Regions from separate parts of the Sus scrofa genome. Here region 1 is linked to region 2. A link is a contact called in public promoter capture Hi-C data. All regions are on one chromosome and are shown on one strand. The core of a region is the stretch at or near the end of the contact, and the rest is flanking DNA. Distances in the headings are between cores, read along the strand shown. Region 1 overlaps LOC110260338 (a long non-coding RNA gene). Region 2 holds the start of LOC110260339 (a long non-coding RNA gene).

What was found. Promoter capture Hi-C pulls out the DNA fragments that hold promoters and counts their contacts.
Region 1: a promoter capture Hi-C map of liver shows a contact between it and region 2, with 5 times the contacts expected there. A contact is called at or near these places in 2 of 5 promoter capture datasets (fetal liver and liver), 8 of 47 Hi-C or Micro-C datasets (brain, embryonic fibroblasts, epiblast stem cells and 4 more) and 1 of 2 datasets of targeted methods (alveolar macrophages).

The regions. Positions count from the first base shown.
Region 1 is chr4:104,349,515-104,355,077 of Sscrofa11.1, forward strand. LOC110260338 (a long non-coding RNA gene) reads left to right here. Exons shown (of 5, transcript XR_002343472.1): 4 at 2,950-3,066; 5 at 3,658-4,269. It overlaps ATP1A1 (ATPase Na+/K+ transporting subunit alpha 1), which reads right to left. Exons shown (of 23, transcript NM_214249.1): 22 at 4,786-4,877; 23 at 3,995-4,348. The coding sequence ends at 4,320. Among named protein-coding and RNA genes, the nearest start is that of ATP1A1, 32 kb to the right of the region's middle.
Region 2 is chr4:104,252,560-104,258,828 of Sscrofa11.1, forward strand. LOC110260339 (a long non-coding RNA gene) reads right to left here and starts at 6,252. Exons shown (of 2, transcript XR_002343473.1): 1 at 5,777-6,252.

The DNA.
Region 1 (5,563 bases), core at 1,482-3,981, 97 kb after region 2:
TTCAGTCATTGCGGAAGCTCTGACTATGCCAGATGTCAGGGAGGGTATGGCCTGGACCTTGTACTCAGGAACTCTAGTTCCCTGGGAAGGAGCCAAGCCAAGAAGCAGAGGCCTGGGGGGGGGGGGGCACTGAACCTTTCCCAAGGAGCAAGGCCTGAATGGTACCTGGAAAGGAGAGTTGATTCACCAAGAGAATACAGGTTGGGCCACGGTTGGGTTGGAAGAGGGATGCCAAGGGGACTGACTTGTAGGATGGCAGGGGAAGCAGTGTGGAACATGTTACAACAGCCTAGGGGTTTGAAGGGCTGGGCAGAGAAGGGTTTGTGTGCCAAGGTCAAGGGTGAAGACATGAATGGTGAGAGGCAGCCAAGTGGAGCTTGGAGGAAGGGGTAGAGCTTTGGTGTGCAGGTTTTGACACACGTCAGAATCACCTGTAAGGTGTATCCAAACAGATGGCTGGTTCTCCCTTCCCTCCCCAGAGTTTCTGATTCAGCAGGTCTGAATCAGAATGCATGTTTTTTTTGTTTGTTTGTTTTTTGTTTTTTTTTTTTTGTTGTTGTTGTCTTTTTGCTATTTCTTGGGCTGCTCCTGCGGCATATGGAGGTTCCCAGGCTAGGGGTTGAATCGGAGCTGTAGCCCCCTGGCCTACGCCAGAGCCTCAGCAACGTGGGATCCGAGCCGCGTCTGCGACCTACACCACAGCTCACGGCAATGCCGGATCCTTAACCCACTGAGCAAGGGCAGGGACCGAACCCGCAACCTCATGGTTCCTAGTCGGATTCGTTAACCACTGCGCCACGACGGGAACTCCCAGAATGCATGTTTTTATCAAGTTTCCAGGTGATGCCGGTCTAGAGGTGACGCTCTGAGGGCCACTGCTTGAGAGGAAGGTGGAGGAGAAGGAGAGCGCCCAGGAGGCTGTTGCAGATGGCCCGAAGGGAAGGGCAGTGGTGGCAGAGGAAAAGGTGTATATAGCACCAGCTGTGGTGCTGATCCCTTCGTGTGAGCTCACATAATCCTTTTAACAACTCTGAAACCCCACCTTTATTCTAGAGTAAGTGAAGCACAAAGAGACTAAATTCTGGGGCGTTCCCGTCGTGGCTCAGTGGTTAACAAATCCAACTAGGAACTGTGAGGTTGTGGGTTCAATCCCTGGCCTCGCTCAGTGGGTTAAGGATCCGGTGTTACCGTGAGCTTGTGGTGTAGATCACAGATGCGGCTCGGGTCCTGTGTTGCTGTGGCTCTGGTGTAGGCCAGCAATTATAGCACCAATTAGACCCCTAGCCTGGGAACCTCCATATGCTGCAGGAGGGGCCCTAGAAAAGGCAAAAAGACAAAAACAAAAACACAAAACTAAATTCTGTGCCCATGGCCAGTCGGTGACAGGGCCACTGTGTCCAGGCTTTTATGACACAAAGCCCGTGTTCTCAGCCACACACTGGAACCAGCAGATGTTGGGGATTTGGTGATGGGTGGGGTAATGAGGCAGCAGCAAAGTCAGAGCGAGGTGCCTCGGTGACTTCCAGGGTTCTGAAGTGGGAAGCAGGGTGACAGATGTCATCGCCTACAGCAGGTCGCTTTTGAGGGAGCTCAAACTCAGGTTTGTCACTGGGGCTGAGACTACAGTGTGCTGTGCTCTTTCTGAACAAATACAGATGTCAAGGCGACAACCGGATTTACAGGACTGGGGCTCAGGAGGGGGGACCAGCCTGGAGAGTTGCAACGCATCACGTAGGTGGTTGATTGTGAGACCCCAGGCTGAATATGAGTCAGGAGAGGGGTGGGGACCTCTCCGAGGAAACTAGCAGCCCAGGGGCAGGTGAAGATGAGGTACAGGGTAAGGAATGGGCAGAGGTGACAATGGAAAGGTAAGATGGCTGTGATCAGGAAGCGTGTGATGGAATCACAGGTGCTGGAGAGGCCGGGGGAGGACTTGGGGGGTGTCCAGTGGATGAACAAACAGTGGTGACCGCCACCAGGACAGTTGAGGTGGACCAGTGCTAATGGGAGCCAGCAGGAGGTGGTGCAGGGATGACAGGCGGTGAGCGAGCAGAGGCAAGAAGATGGTTCCTGCTCTTAAGAGCCTGTCCCTGAAAGGAAGGCGATGGCTAAAGACACCAGCAACCAGTAAGGACACTGAAAGGCAAGAGCTGAGATAATGAGGTGGCCCAGGGCACATGCGGTCAGGGCTCAAGAGGTGCCTGGGCTGGGTCCGGAGGGCTCAGGTGGTGATGTGTTGGGGCAGACGGGGGCTGGGGTCAGTCTATAGGAGCTGTTTCCCTTCTGGAGCAAGTTTTAGCCCCCACTGACAGGCTGACGTCAGAGTTTGAGTCTCAAAGGGTGAAAGGAGGCCCAGAAACTTGCTGCCTGGAGGAAGCTTGGAAAGATCTGGCCCTTCAGGCTTGGCTTGGGGCCAGGTTTCCTGTCCCTTATCTGAGGCCTGTAGATCAAACGTTTGGCTGGGAAAGTTTTTATTCAAAGGACTGTGGAACAGAAAAAGGCAGAGATAGTCTGGCGGAAAGAGGGCGGGGTTCTGGCCTGTCCTCGTCCTGCTCTACCCTACCCCCCATCCACCCCAAGTCCAGGGTGGCTGAGGAGCGCTGGCCAGGAAGCTGGCCGGGGTCACCTCACGTCTACACTCCCAGGCTGCTTCACATGCCTTGAAGACAGGGAATACCCATGACCTTCATTAGTGCGTTCACTGGGCAGCGGTCCAGGGGAGCCAGAAGACAGGCGTGTGGGGAGGAGGGGAGGGGAGGGCATGCCTCCGACAAGGCCGTGCCAGTGTAAGCACACGGCACCATGGGTGCCCTGAACCGCCGTCCTCAGGGGGCCCCAGTATCCACTGTCTCCCTGCCCTCTGGGCCTGGGATCTTAGCTCTTAGCTTTATCCTGGCTCCTTATGTTGGTCTGAACAAACCACTTTCTTTAAAAATGATTTGCCTGCAGGTATAGAGGCCATTCTGGAAGAAACGTCCCGAGAAAGAGCTGGCGGATTGGACTAAGAAGGCAGAGACCACCCTGCCCTCCCAGTTCCCCTAGAGGGATAGGCTGGGGCAATGCCCGGTGAGTGTCTGGGAATCACCTGTTCCCTTCCTGTCTACACAACTTACCAGTGAGCAGCACAGAAGGGTGAACAATGCACTAAGCTTTTCAGAGAAGTAAAACCAACTTGAACCCAGTCTCTGATCACCTGGCAGATCATGATGATTGGAGCTAGAAATAAGGACCCCCCCCCCTACTTATTATGTCTGCACGAAGCCTGGATGGTCTTGATGTATGGGTAAGCAGCACTCAGGCCAGCGCTGAGGGGCCGTTTACTCCATCCACCTCTTTGGAAGCAGGAAGGCGGTGTTCTTTGACTTGACTCTGATGTAAACAGATCTCGTTCACTTGTTTTTTTCTTAAGTATCTTCTAGCACAGAACCACTTTCTAAAAGAGAGCTAGCTGATGCCAAATTAGAACAAGTTTTGTGGAGAGAAGCACGCTGGGATGTGCACACAGATCCCACTATGTCCACAGGCTTCCGTTTCTCAGACAAGCTTGGTCTAGAGATGCTTGAGGATGGTGGTGGTGTTGATTTGAGGGCACAGGTGGGGCTGGGACGAGGATGGGAAGAGGAGGGCCGCCTCTGACGGCTTGAAAATCCCTGACAGGTACGTCCGTGATGGGGGCATTTCAGCCACAGGACCCGCAGCAGCCCACGGGAGAATGGAGCAGGTAAGCTCGGCTCCTCAGACTTCCAAGGGCATGGGCAGAAAGTGTCTACATATTTTGTGGTTTTTCCAACCCGAGTGTGCGTCAGAGTCACCTCGAGACTTAGTCCACAGGCGGCTGGTTAGCCTCTGCGTGGGTGCCCAGGGGCTGGCAGTGCTAACAAGTTCCCCGGTGACGTGGCGAGCCCAGGGCGCATGCGCTGGGACCCTCCCTGCTCCTGACCCAGCCCACCCAGACGTCTGGACCCCAGGCGTGAGGAGGGCACCAGACGAATTCCATTATAATAGCCATCTTTATTTGTAAAAATCCAGATATAAAATGTATTCTTTCAGTCTTTCCGAGTTTTCCTTTTTACAAAAACAAAAAGGCACATAAAAACCTTCCCCGCGGTCGTTCCCACAGACGGATGTTTCTCAGGCAGCCCTCCCCCCTCCCCCCCATATAGCTACATGCTTCATTCCGGGACATCTCGCTTCCCCACATGCTTCGGTGCTTTCCTACCAGGGTAGAATTCCGAATTCCGAGACTGAAGTACACAAAGGGGGGGTGGGGGCGGGGGCGGAGTATGTGGCGTGATGCTCCACGGCGTGCAGGAGGGGGTCTAGTAGTAGGTTTCCTTCTCCACCCAGCCTGTGGGCAGCGGAGAGAGAGAGAGAGAGAGAAGCTACGGTCAGCCTCCCTCGTCTGCAGGGGGCAGCGCGAGAGGAAACTGGACGTCAGGGGAACAAAGACAGTGGGGAGTGAGGTGGGGGGTGCTTAATTCAAATTCAATACGGGGCCCTCGATCGTATTTATTTGTTTTTAAGAGTACACGTGTTAACTGGAGAAATGGTGTGGATTTCTGACCAAGTTTCCACTGCCTCCTATTGGGTTTGCCTTTGCTCAGCTCTGAAACCGCAGCCGAGATCGCCAGCCTGAGGATGCGCTGGGACTGGGCTCCGCTCACAGCTGGTTTCCGAGGGCCTTAGTCAAGCAGACCGGCTGCTGAGGGGTCCAGACTCGTCCAAGCAGAAGCTAGTCCACCCACAGCCCTCCCTCCACCCCCACCTAAAAAGGCCTGTACTCACCGCCAGGGCGTCGCCTGATGATGAGCTTCCTGACTTCGTCATAGACGAAGATGAGGAGCGAGTAGGGGAAGGCACAGAACCACCAGGTAGGTCTGGGGAGAAAAGCAGGAGCCGAGTTATACGTGCACACAGGTTCAGGGGATGGGAGAGAGACTGCACATCAGCAACGAACTGCTCAGCCTGGAAGGAGATGCCAATGACAGTGACGGCGAAGTACTGAGTGGACGGCCCATTTTCAGTGAGTTTCCAGGACAACTGGTTTGTAGGTAAGCTTAGATTTTTAAACAATTTTTTTTTTTCTTTTGACAGTCCTAGAGCAACTGGCCACTTTTCTTCTTCCTTTTCTAAAGTATTTAAGAAGCTCACATCATCTGTCTGTTGTCCCGGCATTTGAAGATAAAGAACTGCCAGGGTGGGTCACCACCAGTTCAATCACCCCTTGAATTTGGGACAGTCAGGTGTGCATTGGGCCTCAGAGCTGGGGAATGAAGAAGCTGAGCCCTAGCAGAGATCCGAGGCCCCTGGGGCCCCGGGGTGGCTGCCTGTCCCTGGCCTGGAGACAGGTGCCTGGGGCAGCTTCCCACCGAGGCTGCTTTGCCGACTACCAGCCCCCCACAGCCGCCACGCGAGGAAGGCTGGTCCAGGGCAGAGATCTGGCATCTCCTCCTGTCCTGTCCTGTGTGTCCTGCACAACTGTTAGACAATGACCTCTTGTGACTTGGGCACCAGAGTAACTCAGGCACCCTCCACACTGGCTAGACCCTCTTGGGACCAGGTT
Region 2 (6,269 bases), core at 1,367-3,866:
TGCAGGGGTCTTAAACAGATGGAGAGAAAGCAGTCAGAACAAAGCTGTGTTTGGAAGGCGGTGGAGAGACTCAGCTTTCAGAAGCATCCAGTCCGTGGCTGCTTCGACTCGTCTCAGAGGAAATGTTGACAAAAATAACCAATAATCAGTAAGCATAGAAGAGGAGTTCCCATCATGGCGCAGTGGTTAACGGATCCGACTAGGAACCATGAGGTTGCAGGTTCGATCCCTGGCCTCGCTCAGTGGGTTAAGGATCCAGTGTTGCCGTGAGCTGTGGTGTAGGTTACGGATGTGGCTGATCCCTTGTTGCTGTGGCTGTGGCGTTGGCCCGCACCTGTAGCTCTGATTTGACCCCTAGCCTGGGAGTGTCCATATGCCACAGGTGTAGCCCCCCCCCCTCCAAAAAAAAATTCTTTACATCTGGTCACCGTGTCCTTGTATGTTTGAGAGGCCACAAAAAATTCACGTTAAATCACATACAAGCCCGAATGGCTTCCCCACACCTCAAGAGGAACATTTATTTTATCAGAAGGCTGGGCACCTGCAGGGAAGGACCCCCTTTTCTGGCATTGGCAGTACCCTTCAATGTCAACCGAGACCCAGGTTTGACTCTTGGGTCTGCCATTTAGGGGCTGGCGGGGCCTGGCCAAACGCCTCAACATCTGTGCGCCTACATTTCCTCATCTGTAAAAGGGGAGCAGTGGTGCTGCTTATCCCAAAGTGTGTTGGGGGGATGGAGCCGAATGTGACAACAGGTCAAGCATCCAGCACGTAGCAGGGCTCTAGGAAGGCAGGTCCCTTGCTTTCCTGGCCCACTGAGAACGCGCCGCATTTGAGACTGGAGGAGGCAAACATTCCAGAAGTCCTCTAAATGCCCTTGCAGGGGTAAATACACAGATTGATCAGCGGGGAAAAATACATTCTCTCCCAGCCTGTGGGGTGAGTGGACCATGCACGCTCGTCTCCGGATGTTTGACTTCCTGAAGCTTCCTCGAACAATGCCATCCCTGTCTCGGCCCTGCTGGCGAGCAGTCCCATGAGAGCCAGGTCCTTGTCACATGTCCTTTTCCTGGAGTGAGTCACTCGAGAATTGGGCTGTAGTCATAACCTTCACCAGCTCAGGGAGGTGAAAGCGGGTCGGAATGAAGGCAAGCACAGTCCCTTCCGTCGTGTTTTGGCCCAGGCCTCAACTGGGCGACTCAGAAAAGTAGGGTCACACCATGAATGAGATAAACTGAGCGGGCCCCCTTGGAGTCCACAAACAAAAGGCCTTTCAACAGCCTGTGGCCCCAAGTCTTATCTACTGCAAGAAAATCTAGCCAGTCACCATCTGGCGTGAGAATGGGTGACCCTAACGAGACTTCTCAGCCCCAACAGAAATTGGAAAAGCCATTAAAATTCTTTTTCTTTTCAAACTGGAGTAGAGTGGCTTGACAACGTTGTGTGAGTTTCTGGTGTACAGCACTGCGATTCAGTTATACACATGCGTTCTTTTCCATGTGCTTTTCCCACTATGGGTTATTAACTGGATACTGAAAGTTGTTCACTGTGCAGTACGGTAGGTCTTTATTGGTTATTTATTTTACATATAGTAGTTTTTAAGGATAAGCCATTTTTATTTTTTCCCAAGGAAAAAGTATGACAGTGGACAGAGGAGGGGAAAATCTAAATAATGGATAGAAAGATGTATAGAATTAAATTTTTTTTTTTTTTTGCATTTTAGGGCCATACCTGCAGTATATGGAGGTTCCCAGGCTAGGGGTCGAATGGGAGCTACACCTGCTGGCCTGCACCACAGCCACAGCCACAGCCACGCAGGATCTGAGCCACATCTGCAACCTATACCACAGCTCCTGGCAACGCTGGATCCTTAACCCACTGAGTGAGGCCAGGGATTGAACCCTCAACCTCCTGGTTCCTAGTCGGATGAGTTTCCCTTGTGCTACAATGGGAACTCCTAGAATTTAAACTTTGGAAATTGACAGCATGTTTTTCTTCTTTGGTTGCAGAAGCATACAATAATTTTATGATGGCCAGGATAAAAATAAACACACAGCTCTCCATGCAGCCGCTATGACCTTATATTTTCCAAAACTTGATGTAGCCTTGGGAATTGATGGTCTTTATCTGGACAGCTTCTGTGGTAGAGCAGAAAAATAACGGGCAGGGAACTGGGCCAGCCTAAGTGCCACGACACCCTGGTCATGAGACCCTGGGCAAAAGCCTCCTTGCTGCTCTGGGGCTGAGGTTCCTCAACTGAAAGAGGAAAGGTTTATCTAGGTAATTTAGTTTCCTTTTAACCCCGCCCCCCAAGCTTTGATTTTCATGCCTCCTCACATTTTGATCCTTAAAACAAACAAAAAAGGGAGGCCAGCCATCCTTACCAGCCCCACTCCATTCCCTCACACAGACCCTTTTGTGGAAGGGGGACCCACATTTGTCAACTCAGATGGAGCCCAATTCAGATGGGCCATTGCGTGAGCTCTTCGAATTCATGCCCAGTCCCCAGGTGCACCTCTTCCTTGGAGCCGTAGCCCGCTCTGCAGCTCAGTCCTGCCCTTTGAACTTAGATTTGAATCCTGCCCTTTCTGAACTTACACACTAGCTAGAAATCCATTTACAGATCTTCCGCCCTTTGGCCAGTGTCCACTGTTTGCGTCTTTAATGCTTTTCCATTCAGGTGCTCCCTTATCACCTTGTGTCTCTGTTCCAGGGGACACCGTGCCCTATAACTGTAGGGAACAAGTACAGATGAATAGCCAAAAGTCAGGCTGATGTCAACATTTAGCTGCTAGGGCGTTCCCATTGTGCTTCAGCAGGTTAAGAATCCAACATAGAGTCCATGAGGATGCGGGTTTAATCCCTGGCCTCCCTCAGTGGGTTAAGGATATGGCATTCCTGCAAGCTGTGGCGTAGGTCACAAATGCGGCTTGGATCGGGCATGGCTGTGGCTGTTTCGTAGGCTGGTAGCCTGGAGACTTCCATATGCCATGGGTGTGGCCCTAAAAAAGGTTGGGGGGGAGGTCAAAATTTAGCTCTTGGGGAGGATGGAGGGACCAATCCCCACCCCCTAACTCTGTGGAGGACACCTAGAGGTGAAACTGGTTTTAGTAGGGTGATGGCAGGGTCAGTCGTGAGTTGTGATTCTAATCAATAACTGATAACGTTGCACATGCATTGAGCACCGTGTGCCTGGCCATGTGCTAAGCGTTTAACCACGTCATCTCACAACTACCATTTGAGGTAGAAGCTAATATTACCCCCACTTGAGAGAGAGAAACTGGGAGTTAGAGGTGAAGCCATTTGCTTACTGTCCTATAGTTAGCAAGCAGAAGAGCTGTCACTTGAATCCAGGTGTTTCTGATGCCAGGGCCATCAGCTATTAAATAGTTGTTCTTAGTTTAAAAAAAAGTGTTCCCTACAAGCTCCCTCCTTTCAGAATATACCTCTTCTCTCTGACACTGATTCCATCCTTGGTGATTTATCTGAGAAAACCTGATGCTGATGCTTTCTCTCTCCCAGGTGACAATATTTGAAATGTGGTGGGAGCTTTGCAGGGACATGCTGACAAATCCACTGGGGCGGGTAGGATGGGGAGAGCTCTAATGTGTAGCATTTGCCAATTTCCATGGTGTAAATGCTCCCAGCGTGATCAATTTCAAGCTGTTATGGCAGCATGTAAAATTCCTGAATATTTAATCATTGACTTCTGTGCAGCTCTTTCCAGCACACCCCTGGGGCCCAGAGGATTGTATTGTAGCTAAAAGAGTGCTCATGTTAGCTGGGAATTCTCGGCATCCAGGGCCCGACTGAGAGAGGGCAGCCCCTGGGGGTGGGGGCTTCCAGTGCTCTTTGAGGGGGTCCTCGGATGCTTCTCCCTAGAGGTCTGGCCCTGGGTGCTCTGGGAGACCTTGCTGTGCCCTGTGCTCAGCAACCCCTGGGCTCATATATTACCAACTCTCTGAGGCTTTAGTTCACCACCTCAAAATAGCCTCTGTGGCCAGCAGGTGGCAGCACACACTTGTTCAACCCTCAGCGCCCAAACAAAACGAGGAGCCTTTGTTCTGAGCCAGAGGCGGTGTCACCAAGAGAAAGGCCCACAAGGGCAAACTGATCGCCTGTCCTTAGCTGACCTTGGCCTACGGAGTCAGTGGACAGCCTCCTGCAGCTTGATATAGTGAGAGCAACCTTAGCAAACGACAGAGAGAGCCCAGTCTCAGCACCACTGCCTGTCCATCCTGATGGCTTAGGCTTGGCCTGGGGTGGCATCATGGAAACAGACACCTGCCGGGGAGTTCCTATCCTGGCTCAGTGGAAATGAAGCTGACTAGTATCCTTGAGGACACAGGTTCGATCCTGTCCTCACTCAGTGGGTTAAGGATCTGGTGTTGCCGTGAGCTGTGGTGTAGGCCAGCAGCTACAGCTCTGATTTGACCCCTAACCTAGGAACCTCCATATGCTGTGGGTGGGGCCCTAAAAAGAGACAAATAAAAGAAAGAAACAGGCACTGGGGTCTTTTCAGAAAGGGGGCTGAGTGCTGAGAAGGTGTTTCTGGTTCTAAGAGGGACCTACTCCTAGGTGCCACTGGCCACGAGCCACGCTGTGCTGTGACTTAGCCACTTGACTTTACTGGATGGTCAGCTCCTACTAGGGTGACCAGCTGTCCCAGTTTGCCTGGGCCTGTCCTGGGTTTAGTACTGAAAGTCTTGTGTCCTGGGAAACCCCCAGTCCCCCAAATAGGACTGTGGGCCGCTTTAGCTCCCAGGCCCAGTCCTTGCAGGATGCCTACCTAGCACACAGTGGGTGCTTCCTATTGTGGTTGCTGCTGCACAATGGTCCCGAAGGAGCAGGGCAGTCAAGTGGGATCCCGAGGACTGACCAAATCCAACAGACAGAATTTGATTTAATTTCATTTTTAAAACCTGCCCCTGGAGTTCCCATTGTGGCACGGTGGAAACGAATCTGACTAGGAACCATGAGGTTGCAGGTTCGGTCCCTGGCCTTGCTCAGCGGGTTAAGGATCCCACGTTGCTGTGGCTGTGGTGTAGGCCAGCAGCTGTAGCTCTGATTGGACCCCTGGCCTGGGAGCCTCCATATGCCGCAGATGTGGTCCTAAAAAGCAAAACCAAAACAAAACAAAAAACCCCCCTGCTCCTTTTGCTTTTTATCAGAGGAAAAGGCTGGCATGCTTTAGGGGGAAGCTCCAGAAAGTCCCTTTTTTCCCCCTCTTTCTCTCCGTTTTTGACCCTCCATCCCAGTTTCCCCTCCCCCACCCCCAATGCAGCACATATTGCACCTGGTCCAGGGCCCTCCCAGAGTCCACAACAGGGAACTCAGTGTTCCAGGGGAGGGTGGTGCCGCTTCTGCGGAAGGTGGAAGGGCTGGTGAGGCTGGCAGGCCAGGGGAGGGGTGAGGCAGGCAGAGGCTTTTCCACCCTAGACCTGGGGGTGACAGCTGCCCCAGGGAGCCCGGGGTTCCCTGGAAGCCCCGTCCTGCCCCCTCAACTCCAGGCAGGACCATGGGCATTCTTCATGGCGATGTGGCTTATCTGCTTCATCACTGTCGAATCCTTTAGATGGTTCACTTCTACTCCAAATGCCTAGCTCAGCAGGTCGGGCTCAGCAAACACTAACCTGCCCAGAAAGCTTTGCTTAAAGCAGTGTAAGAACCTTGCAGATTCTTCTTCCCTGCTCTGGACTTTGGGATAAAGGGCAAACCTCTCACCGTGGGCTCCAAGCTCTGCACAGATGAGTCTTTGTTGACTCTCCAACCTTACCTTGTGCCGCTTTCCCCAGCCCTCAGGGTCCCGGTCACCTTGGCCGTCCGCCAGTCCCTAGAAATGCCACGTTCTGTCCTGTCTCAGTCTTCACTCAGGCTGCCCCCTCTGCCTGGATCAGAACAGCAGGTGGGAGCTGGCTCAGATGGGGTGGTCCTAGGACCTACTGTGGGAGGGTGAAATTGCAGCTTTTACGGGGGAGGATGCAGAAGGGTCACCTTCTCAGGAGGGATGGACGTAAGGACACTTTTGGTGTGGCAGGTAGCAGCTCTTCTCCTGTCACCTGGCTAGGAAGGAGCTATCGGTGCTGAGAAATACAGACTTCCGGGGTTTTGGTTTCCAATTTTCTGAATAACCCACTGCTCCTCGTCAAAATCAATCATTCTCGGCAGGCACACATTTATATTCCACTGGTGACAAATTAATGCAGGCATAGCCCCATTCTAGGTAAAAATTGACCATGCAGGTGAAATCCTGCTGACGCCCGTCTCCC